Linked DNA regions of Rattus norvegicus: region 1 is linked to region 2. Evidence: chromatin contacts called from public Hi-C data. All regions are on one chromosome and are shown on one strand. Each heading gives the region's core, a stretch centred on a gene start, on an enhancer-like site or on the middle of the called end of the contact. The rest is flanking DNA. Distances are from core to core; before and after follow the strand shown. Region 1 holds the start of Dcaf1 (DDB1 and CUL4 associated factor 1). Region 2 holds the start of Tex264 (testis expressed 264).

What was found. A called contact is a pair of places that touch in the nucleus more often than the background predicts.
Region 1: a Hi-C map of liver shows a contact between it and region 2, with 6 times the contacts expected there. The contact joins the promoter of Dcaf1 here to the promoter of Tex264 in region 2. A contact is called at or near these places in 10 of 12 Hi-C or Micro-C datasets (the A7r5 cell line, Schwann cells, frontal cortex and 5 more).

The regions. Positions count from the first base shown.
Region 1 is chr8:116,348,977-116,354,378 of GRCr8, reverse strand. It overlaps Dcaf1 (DDB1 and CUL4 associated factor 1), which reads right to left and starts at 1,346. Exons shown (of 24, transcript NM_001354204.2): 1 at 1,250-1,346.
Region 2 is chr8:116,197,068-116,202,745 of GRCr8, reverse strand. Tex264 (testis expressed 264) reads left to right here and starts at 1,331. Exons shown (of 6, transcript NM_001007665.1): 1 at 1,331-1,478; 2 at 2,151-2,217; 3 at 4,339-4,630. The coding sequence starts at 4,373.

The DNA of each region.
Region 1 (5,402 bases), core at 97-2,596, 150 kb before region 2:
CGAGACCAACCTGGTCTAAGCTGAGTTTCTGGGCAACCACGGCTACACAGAGAAACCCTGTCTCAAAAAACAAAAACATAAATCTTGACATTGAACTGAAATGTTTATAAAAGCCTTGAAGGTAAATGCCAGTAACCTCAAGGGGAAAAAGCCTTCAAAGCCCTTCAGGTGACACCATCAGTGAACTTCCTACTATACATTAACAAAGGGCTTGCAATAGGAAGACAGTGCTACAACAAATTAAAACGTGCTGGGTATCTAAAAGGCTTCGCCTCAAAGAGTTAAAAAAAACAGAGCAAACTTGGCATGGGGGCAGACACCTTTAATCTCAGCACTCTGGGTAGGAGGATATCTTAGTTCAAGGCCAGCCTACTCTACAATGAGTTCTGGGAAGGAAAAAAAAAAAGAGCAACGTAAGATAAACAAAACCGAGTCATTTGTTACTCAAAAACTACTACTTCACACACTCCACGACTATTTCCTCAACAAATGGAAAAACCAGAGAGTTATCACTGCAGTAAGAGGAAACGGACCGACACCTTCTAGGAACAGAAGACAAAGTATGGCAAACGTCCTTGAAAGCCCAACAAAAACTAACTAAAAGCCCTCAGAACAAGTGCCGGAGAAGCCTGGCAGGCAATCTGGGGTCAGACTCGGCGTCTGGGCACCCACATACCTCTCTCCCCTTCCACTCTACTGCATTGTAGAAGTGGGAGGGGTCCCGGAGAGCTCCGCCCCCTCGCCCGGTCCAAGAGGCGGGAGGGTGCAAGTGGGAGGTGGCTCGGAGCCGAACGAGGGAAAAGCCCGCCCAGGTGATTGAGGTTGGAGGCGGAGACACAGTCCCGGGAAGGGGTCCGTCGTGCGGCAGGGAAGAGGAAGCCCCCTCGTCTCGTGAGGAACAGAGACTTGGAGGTGACGAGAGAAATTCAAAAGAGCACCTCCTTCAGGTAGAGAGCATACCCTGCCCCCCCCCACGCCCGGGCGGAAGAGTTACTCTAAAGAAGCTTCATTACAAGACTGGTGGAAGAACCTGGAGGCCCCGCCCCCTAGCCAGGGGTCGGAAAGCGGAAAGTCTTGTCAGGCCCAGGGCCCAGCCTCCCCGGTGGTCCTGCCCACCCCCTCGCCGCCCGCAGCCGAAGCAGGTGCCGCCCCTCCCCCAGCGCGGCGCCCACTCTCCCGCCCTGCGGGCCGCGCGCTCGGTCTCCTCGTGCCCCTGACAGAGAGCCGGCTCCTTCCTTATCCCGCTCACCTTCGCGAGCGGCTCCGCCGCTTCTCCCCCGACCCCTCCAGCGGCCACGGTTCTCACACACCGCCTCTGGTCCCGCACTCACTCTCCCTCACTCACACACACAGCGCGACCACGGCTCCTGAGCGGCCCACATATTATACGTCACTCGCATGCTACGTACTGTGCGCGCGCGCGTAACGTTGGCGCGAGGCTCCCAAGCGAGTAGGGGGAGGAGCGGAGGAATATCAAAGCGCTCCTGGGAAATGAAGTTCCGCGTTTAAGGGCAGGGATGGTGAAGCTTGACCTACCAGTAAGCACCACTTTAGCGCGTTGACTTCTGGTATTCGTAGTTTTCTTTAATAAACGTGAATTGCTGTGTATTCATTGGCTGCCTCCAAAGGCGGAAGCGAAAAGTAAAGGAAGGAATGAATCTTTCTAAAATCCCCGCTGGCCAGGTAACTTTGTCCGTACCCAAGTCTACCCTGTGTCATCGGAAAGGCTCAGTAAGGCTCTGCCACAACAGCCTTAAAACATGCCAGGGTCAAAGAATGCATTTCGCATAAATGTATCAGAAATTACTGTACTCGTTAGACCGAAACTCATTGGTTTTCCTTTGTCTTTCTGTTAAAAACATATTCGGCAGGAATCAAAAACCATCTGTTACCATGTATTATATGTGAGGCAGAAAAATTAAAAAAAGCCCTTTGGCGAAAATAACTAATCAGAGGCCATCTAATTCAATTTATCAGTTTGAAAGTTGAGGAAAGTGAAACCCACAGTAAATGACTTGCCTAACTTCACAAACCAAAGGGAAGCAGCATCCGAAGGATCTGATTTTGACCCAACGATTCTGTGTGAGAGCATGGAAGATAACGATAACTCCACAATTGAGCAGAATCTTGACAAAACCTGCCCAGACTTATGCAACTCACTATTGTTCTTGGCGTTCTGAGTTGAGTTCTGTGTGTTTCCATAGAGCTCTCACAGCCAATACATTCACGTGGAAATTAGAAAACACTGTGAACCTATTGTCATGATCAGATTCTACGGCTGTTACTAAGCCTGTATCCAAGAAGTGGTAGTGGCGGTGGTGCAAGCCTTTAATCCCAGCACTTGGGAAGCAGAGGCAGACAGATCTTTGTGAGTTCAAGGCCAGCCTCATTTAGAGTGAGTTCCAAAACAACTGGCGCTACAGAGGGAAATCCTGCCTTAAAAAACAAATTAAAAGGGGCTGGGGATTTAGCTCAGTGGTAGAGCGCTTACCTAGGAAGTGCAAGGCCCTGGGTTCGGTCCCCAGCTCCGGAAAAAAAAGAAAAAAAAAAAGAACAAACAAAAAAAAAAAAAAAAACAAATTAAAAAAGAGAAGCCAGTATCTTAGGTCTCAGCTTAAGTCCATCACCATCCTACCTCACCCACCTGAGTACTCTGTTCTGCTTCCTCACTCAATTGTGTGCTTGGAGTAACAGCCATCCCAGGTACAAATTCTAGAAGGTGATGGTATGTAGCCCATCATCACTTCTTGCTCTTGTGCTATAATGGCCACTATTTAATTAGGCTTTATAGCAGACTTAAATCAAATGTTTTTAATTACACTCATTATTCTCAACACCAGAGCAGATAAGGCTAGCCAAATTTATGGAGGAGAAATCTAAAGTAGTAATGTTGAATGAAGAGTTTTACTAGGCACGGTGGGACTGGTGAGGCAAAGGCAGGTGGATCTGTGAGTTAGAAGCCATCTTTGTCTACACATTGAATTCCAGGATAGCCAGTGCTACGTAATAGATAATGTCTCAAAACAAAAAAGACAGACAAAAAGATACAGATTTGGGGACTGGAGAGGGCTCGGCATGAAAGAGCCCTTCAGAGGACCAGGGTTTGATGCCCAGCACCCACATGGCAGTTCACAACCATCTGTAAATTCAGTTCCAGGGGATCAGATGCCCTCTTCAACATACTTGTACACATAAAATAAATCTTTAATTTCTTTCTTTTTTTTTCAAGACAGGGCCTCAATCGATATCTAGCGCTGGCTGTCCTGGAATCCCCTATGTAGACCAGCCCTGGCATTGAAATCAGAGATTCACCTGCCTCTGCATTCCAAGTGCCGAAATTAAAGGCTTGTACGCTATGACCAGCTACATTTTTATCTTAAGAGAGAGTTCATGGTACCTACAATACTATTTCAGACAGCTCTCCTGCCATAGCTCCCTGGACTATGACACAAAATGTAGAGGGAATCCTCTAGGTATCCTCCCCAATCCCTTGGATACCTTATCTCTGCCTGTGGTTATCATGCAAGAGCCCTTGTGGGAACTCAAAGTCCAGTTCATCAAAGCAGGAGTTGCTCCCTCCTGTCACCAGATGGCACTGCTCCACTTTGGGGGTACTGGGTTGGTGGTCTTAGGGGCATCAAAGGGGATTAGGAAGCTAACTCTGGGACATTGTAGTAGAAGAGCAGAAATACAGGGCCTGTCTAGGAGCAACTCCCCCAAGAATCTCTACCATGCTGGGCAGTGGTGACAGACATCTTTAAACCCAACGTTCAGGAGGCAGAAGCAGGGGGATCTCTGTGAGATTGAGGCCAACCTCATCTATAGTGAGAATTCCAGGACACCCAGAGCTACTCACAAAGAAACCCTGCCTTGAAAAACCAAAATCATCATCATCATCATCATCATCATCACCGTCGCCACCCAGAGCTGGCTATGGCAGTGCAAGCCTCCAATCCCAGCACTTGAGTGGAGAGACAGGGATCACAAGTTCAAGATCATCCTTGGCTAACACACCAACTTTGAGGCAAACCTAAGATACATGAGACCTTGTCTCCAAAAATAACCAGTCTCCACCCTATCACTTTGGCAGTCCTTTCTCCTTCGCTGTGGACACCATGTAAAACCACAACCGCACACCTGTGAGCACCCCACACACCTGGAGAGCAGCACCCAGGTTTCCCTGACTACATAGTCCAGGGGTGATTGTTGGCATGTTTCAAGGAGGGGTATTAACCACGTTGCTAGATATAACAGCACGAGTGTGTGTGTGTGTGTGTGTGTGTGTGTGTGTGTGTGTGTGTGTGTGTGTGTGTGTTAGGCACCCATGTTTACAACCAACACTTTCACACCTAAGCACATAGAAGCACAGAACCATAGATAACCTAGGCCTGCACACCTAGGTTGATTCTGGCACATTGGATCTGAATCCTTAAAAAGAGCATTTTGGGGGCTGGGGATTTAGCTCAGTGGTAGAGCGCTTACCTAGGAAGCGCAAGGCCCTGGGTTCGGTCCCCAGCTCCGAAAAAAAGAACCAAAAAAAAAAAAAAAAGAGCATTTTGTCCTGGATTGTTTGTTTTGGCTTCTTTGGTAGATTACCTGTGGGCTTTGTCCTACCCTGCTCAGCTCATTTCTCACTCCCTGCTGGGCCAACTGAGAAACTAATCCCCAACAGAAATGGGAGGAATCGTACTTATTAAGCTCCCCAGAATCAGAAAAGACAAGAGGAGCAGGGTGCCTCGGTGCATGCCTTCCCCAGCACTCGGGCAGGCAGATCTCTGAGTTCAAGGCCAGCCTGGTCTGTAGAGTGAGTCCCAGGACAGCTAGAACTGTTGCACAGAGAAACCCTGTCTCAACAACAACAACAACCACAAGAAAGATAGTTTTAAAAATAAAGGGTCGGGGGTCTGGAGAAAGAGCTCAGTGCTTAAGAGCACTGGGTATTCTTCCAGAGGACCCAAGTTCAATTCCCAGCACCCACATGGCAGCTCATAACTGTAATTCCTGTTCCAAGGGATCCAACACCCTCACAGACACATATGCAGGCAGAACACCAATGTACATATTTTTTTTCTTTTTTTCAAAGCTGGGGACCGAACCCAGGGCTTTGTGCTTGCTAGGCAAGCGCTCTACCACTGAGCTAAATCCTCAACCCCGTACATAAAATTAAAAAACAAGTTCTTTTTAAAAATGAAGGGCTAGCCTATACTCCCATGCACACATGTATGAATAAAGACTGTTTTAAGACAAAGGGAAAAAAGAAAGGACAGGAGGATCTCCAGCCCCAAGATCAAGGGTAACAGTCTTAGACATAACCTACCTATCCCTGTCATAAGTGTGCCATTATTTTTAGAAAAACCCATAGTAGCATGCTCTGGGCCTCAAGCTCCACCTCCTTCTGTAAT
Region 2 (5,678 bases), core at 82-2,581:
TCTGAACCTGGGCCATACACCCTTGCCCTTCTTGTGTCTCAAGAACCATATCTAGTGTACAGGCCATCTGCCTGAAGCAGCCAATCATTACCACGTTTGATGTTCAGAGGTAAAACAGCTATAATAACCTCCCTGCTCTCTCTACCTTGAAGACTTTTGAAGAATAGCCAGCTGCCTATCCTTGACAGACTGTCTAGAGCATTGGGACATTTGTCTTGCAGATGAGGTTCAAGATCACATGTTACCCCGTGGCTGCTGGCTTTTTCCAAAGTCATCTTACATGCTCTTGGAGTGATCATCTTTCCAAATAACAACCTTGTCAGAAGTACTGAGATAGTCCTTGGCCCAGCCTGTCTTGCATCAAAATTTATGAACAGAAGTTTACAAGTATAGTTACCTTCCTTATTTCCACCATAAATCTGGACGTCTCGGGAGGTGCCCTTAGTGCAGTGCTTTGAGATTTATAGGTCATCAGATCCTAGCTCAAGCTTGAACCTGTATTGAAGGAGCTTACACTTAGCTTGAGAGCTACCAAGTTTGTATTAAACAAGTAGAAACTCCCAGCAGCCACAGCACTGAAGTAGAAGCTTTGAAGAGAAGGGTTTCCTGGAGTGTTTCCATCTCCTGGATTTATCTTAGTAGGAAATAATAAATACTGGAATGGTAGCTTGTATGCTCACCAAAGAGCTGATGGGTGGATGAGTGGAGACACTTATATTTGCACTCTCCAGAAGTTCAGAGCTTGCTTAGCTGTAAGACCTGAACTAGTGGCCAGACTCTTTTTTTTTTTTCCCTGATAAACACCTGTTTACTCAGACCTTTCATGAAGCCAGTGAGAGAAGGTGGCGAGAGTAAGAGTGGTACAATTACTAAGAGGTCGACATTAAAATGCACAAACACCATGCGGTCCAGCTCTGACTTTCTGGGCTTCTGGGGCAAGCAAACAGGCTGACTCTCCCGGTGCTTGGAGCCTGCCGTCACCGTCACCGCTGCTCTTCCCTTCCCTCCCAGTCGGCGGGGATACCTTAAGGTACTGGTTGTTGCTCGGTCACCTTCAGGAGTTCTTTGTCGGACGCAGGAATGTGTGTTGTGGGAGTTGTCCCAATCAGGTGGGGGGGGCGGGGGCGGAGAAGGCTTGCATGTTACCAAGGAGATGGGGCGGGACAGGCCTCCGCCCTCCAAATCTGGAGCGCACGCGCCCACAGCCACGGTCACATCCCGCCGCGAAAGGGGCGGAGCGAGCGTGAGGGGCAAGCGCACGCAGGCTCCGGGACTGAGCCCCTTCTTCCTCTGGCGCCGGTCCGCGTCCGTGGGCCGCCGACGAGGTGAGGGCGGAGCCAGATGCAAGGCGTTCCTGTCGGGGTGTCAGCTTGGGCTCCCCTCGTCCCCTCCCGTCTGCTTCTCCCGGCCTGAGACGCCCTCTGCACCGCGTCTGGCTCACTGCTGGCCCGGCCTGGTTCCTGGGCCTGAAAGCGACGGTGAGGCGGTCCTGACCTCTCCGCGCGGCTCTTGCCTCGGTGTAGGGTGCGGGAACGTCCCGGGTCAGTGGGACTAGAAGGGAGCGGGCGGGGCTCACCTTTCAGCAGCGCTTCCCGCGGCCGCGCGCCTCGTCGCGACTACAAACTTTAGCGTCTCTGAAGTTGCAGAGATGCACGAGGCCGTGAGGCGAGCGGGAGGCTGGAAGCCGACAGCACGAAGCGGCGCCCCACACACCCCAACCCCACGGCTTCTAGCATCCAAGTTTGCCGGCGCAGGTCCCTTTAAGGGTCCGGCCCTCCGCGGAGCGCACGTGAGCAGCCTCCGGAAGCCTGCGCGGAGCCTCAACTCCGACGCTTGCGGGCCAAGGAAGTCATCTGCCCTGCACCTCTGACGTTAGTGGAAACTGAGGCCCAAGAGAGGGCCACGCTGCCCAAGGTCAGCAGCAGGGCTGCGTTGGCGCCAAGTGTGGTAGTTGGGCCCAGTGAAGATCGTAGGCATGACGTTGTGAAGCTGGATTTGGCCTGATTTCCCCGTGCGATCTGAGGGTGGGGTTGGCTCGTTTGTAGACAGTCTCGTTTTGTGTGCTTTCCCTGGAACGGGGTTGCTCAGGGCCTGCTTTGCACACTGCCTGTGTCCAGGGCTGGGATGACTGTTCCTTTCTGCCCCTCCAGCGCCGGAGTACTGGAGCCCTCCTGGACTGGATGCTATGAGTTGCTAAAAGTGAGCCTGGCTTTTTAGGTGAGCCTTCCAATTACCCGTCCTTGCCTGCCTCCATTGGGTGTGGGGAAATTTGCCTTGCTTCTCCTTCCTAGGCTGACCAAAGCTCTGGGAATGGGCAGAAACATATCCCTTCTTTTCTGAACAGTTTTAGAAGTGGAAGGAAGAGAAAGGTTGGGAGCTAAGTTCCCTTACAACAACAGAAGTGTGTGGCAATGCTTGTCACTCCCAAGACAGGCTATGGCCTAGATATTGAGACCTTAGAGCCTTGAGATCAGCGAGGTCCAACATGGAAACCAGAGGAGAGAAAAACTGTCAGTGGACCATAGTTAGACTATTTGGGTTCCCACTGCCTGTGTTTTGGTCCAGGTGGCTCAGTGTACTACCTGTGTGACCTTGGTCAAGCATCTTGACCTCCAACCACTTATTTCCTGATGTGTACCTACCTTATTGGTTTCTTCTGAGGATTAGCGAAGTAGCTGAGTTTCAACATTCAGACAGTGCCTAGCCTATATCAAGTATGAGTGGAAGATTTGGTATCATCATTATCAGAGAAGAATGAAACCAACGGGAGGCAGGATGAGTAGGGCAGAGAGAGCAAACAGAAAAGATAATGAAGCTTACAGGCAGGCCTACAGGATGCATGAGGACACCGGTGGGAGTGGCCTGACTCCAGAGTTGGCTTCTTTGTAAGGCCAGTTCAAAAACAGATTTTAGCACGTCTTATGCTCAGAACATTCATATATCCATAGAGCTGAGTTTTCTGTAGGGCTAAATCAAACATTGCCTTTTCAGCTCTCAAACCTTTTCCTTTTTTTAAATTGGATCTTTAAGCTTAACTTTTCATGGGTATGGGTGGTTGTTTTACCTGCATCTGTGCCTGTATATCACTTGCACGCCAGAGGCCTGTGGAGACTAGTAGAGGGTGCTGCATCCCCTGGAACTAGAATTACAGACAGTTATTGGCCACCGTGTAGGTGCTAGGAATTGAACCGAAGTCCTCTGGAAGAGCAGCCAGGGTTGCTTACTGCTAACTCGTCTCCCCAGCCCCCTGAAACACTGTGTGGGTTGAGTGCAGGTCAGAGAATACATAAGGAAGTAGTGTGGGCTCTCTCCTCACCCCACCCCGTGTGGGCTCTGGGGTTGAACTCAGGTTTTCAGGTTTGGCAGTAGGCCCCCTTACCTGCTATCTGGAAACCCCTTAAGTAGGAATTTTAAATATCTAGCGTAAGACTGTTTCCCTAGTGATGTTTACGTTTCTCTTTCTTTTTAACTGTTCTTCTGTGTGATCCTGGGCTTCTCAAGTGACACCCTCTGTAAGAGTCCACCTGGAGTGTTTCACACAGGCTTCTGTGTTAATCCCCAGCTTATTCCTGTAGACTCTCTCTCTGTCTATTAGGAGTAGCTCCTACTTTTCCCTCTCTTGTGTCTCCACTTCTAACAGCCTTTTCCTCTCATTCCTTTGTTTCTATTCTTTGTGAGCTGGCGAAAGTGGGATCAAGCTTAAGTCTTGGAAGCCCAGGTTGGACTTTGTTCTGGCATCTCGTGCTGTTTTGATCTGGCCTTCTGTAGTCTTGGATAGCTACACAGTTGGAAAGAGAGGTCCCTGGAGACCAGATGGGTTCCCCCACCCCCAAACCAAACCAAACAAAAACCATGAATTTTCTTCCTGTGGCTCATTTCTCCCTGGGGTTTCATTCCTTATGGTACACTGTTATTTCGTGTTTGAACCCTACACCACACCTGTCAGGCCTCTCTCTCTCTCTCTCTCTCTCTCTCTCTCTCTCTCTCTCTCTGTAGTAGTTCATGAGGCTTGAGGGTGTTGGGCTGGCAGTGTGGCTCAACTGCAGGAAGGAAGAAGCAAAGGAGGGGGAACAGGGCCTGGAGTATGACTCAGTTTCCCCAGGTATGAACAAGGCTGCTAGTACTAGGCAGAGAGCTGTGCCAGGAGCTTCGGTGGCTGTGATTAAGAAATAAAAGAGGCTTGTGGCTTCAGTCATCTTTTGTAGTTCCCTTCTAGGTCACTGTGTGTAAATACCCGTGGCCCCTCCCCCTCCTGGGTCAGAGCACTAAGGCAGAACTGGCAGGCAGGCAGGGTTAGAGCAGGCTACCAGCCTCCTCTCCCTTCTGTCTCCTTTGCAGCTGCCTTGGGGTGCTGAGAGGGAGCCCCAGAACCATGCCGGATCTCCTCCTCCTGGGCCTGATTGGGGCCCTGACTCTGCTGTTGCTGCTGACGCTGCTGGCCTTTGCTGGTTATTCAGGACTGCTGACTGGGGTGACAGTGAGTGCTGGATCACCCCCAATCCGCAACATAACTCTGGCCTACAAGTTCCATGTGGGGCCCTATGGTGACACTGGACAGCTTTTCACGGAGAGCTGCAGCATCTCTCCCAAGCTCCGCTCCATCGCTGTCTACTATGACAACCCCCAGACGGTAAGGAGCCTCCGTGGGCTTCTACCTCTCTGATGAACCTGGGCCAAGGCCTGTTGGGGTAGGAGGCTTTGGCTTTCTGAGTAAAGGACAAGGAAATCTGAGCTGGTCCTACGGTTACCTTCTCTCAACGCTTAAAGCCCCTTCCAGATTTAACCACTGTTTGTAGGCATCTGAAGCCTTGTACTTGCCCACATCTGTGCGCCTCTGCTCATGTCTATTCAGGGGTTTCTGATGCAGTAGGACCCTGGCGTCTGTCTGGACCTTGACTCTCTGTCTTCTGCTCTCCTTCCTTCTCCTGCCTCCATTTTAGGCCGTGCCATCCAGAATCTGCCCATTGTCTAGAGTGAAGTCCTTTTTGTCTACTTTTCATTTCTCAGCTCCTGCTAGGGCTATGAGCTCTTGAGGACCGAGAGGGCAGTTTCTGAGCATGAGGCTTGGAATCCCACCTTTCCCATCAACTTGGTGCTCTCCCACCTAGTGACAGGCTTTTCTGTAGACCTCAAGCTACCTGTTGGGAGAGGGCCAAGTGAAGCTGAATGAGCCACTCAGAAAGCCCAAGGATGCCGGGGTCAGAGATTAATCCAGCATCACTGGTATCTTGTAGGCGTCTGGCTGTACTAAAACCTACAGTGAGTCAGGGCTCACCAATGTAGTTTCCTGCCATGCTATTGGGTGGTGCTGCCCACAGCTGGCTGGGCCGGCAGCTCTGCCAAAGGCTGTTCAGCCTCCATTTTTGAGCCATGCCAAACTAAGCCCTGGGGAATTTTTATTTGGACTCTTCTGCCTGGATTTTCTTGTCTGGAAAGCTCAGGTGAACAAACCCTATACACTGTCCTCGGACAAGGTCCCACAGGGACACAGGTGAAATAAGGGCGAGCTGTTTCCCTCTCTCAGCCATGTCCGGCTCCACACCTGCACTCTGGACATTAGACCATGAATTAGACCTGGCAGTCAGCCCCATGTAGATGATTTGCCAACAAGACCCTGGACTCAGTGTCCGTTCAAGTTTGAGTTGGGGTTTTAGGAAGAGTGCCGCAAGCCTGTGGGG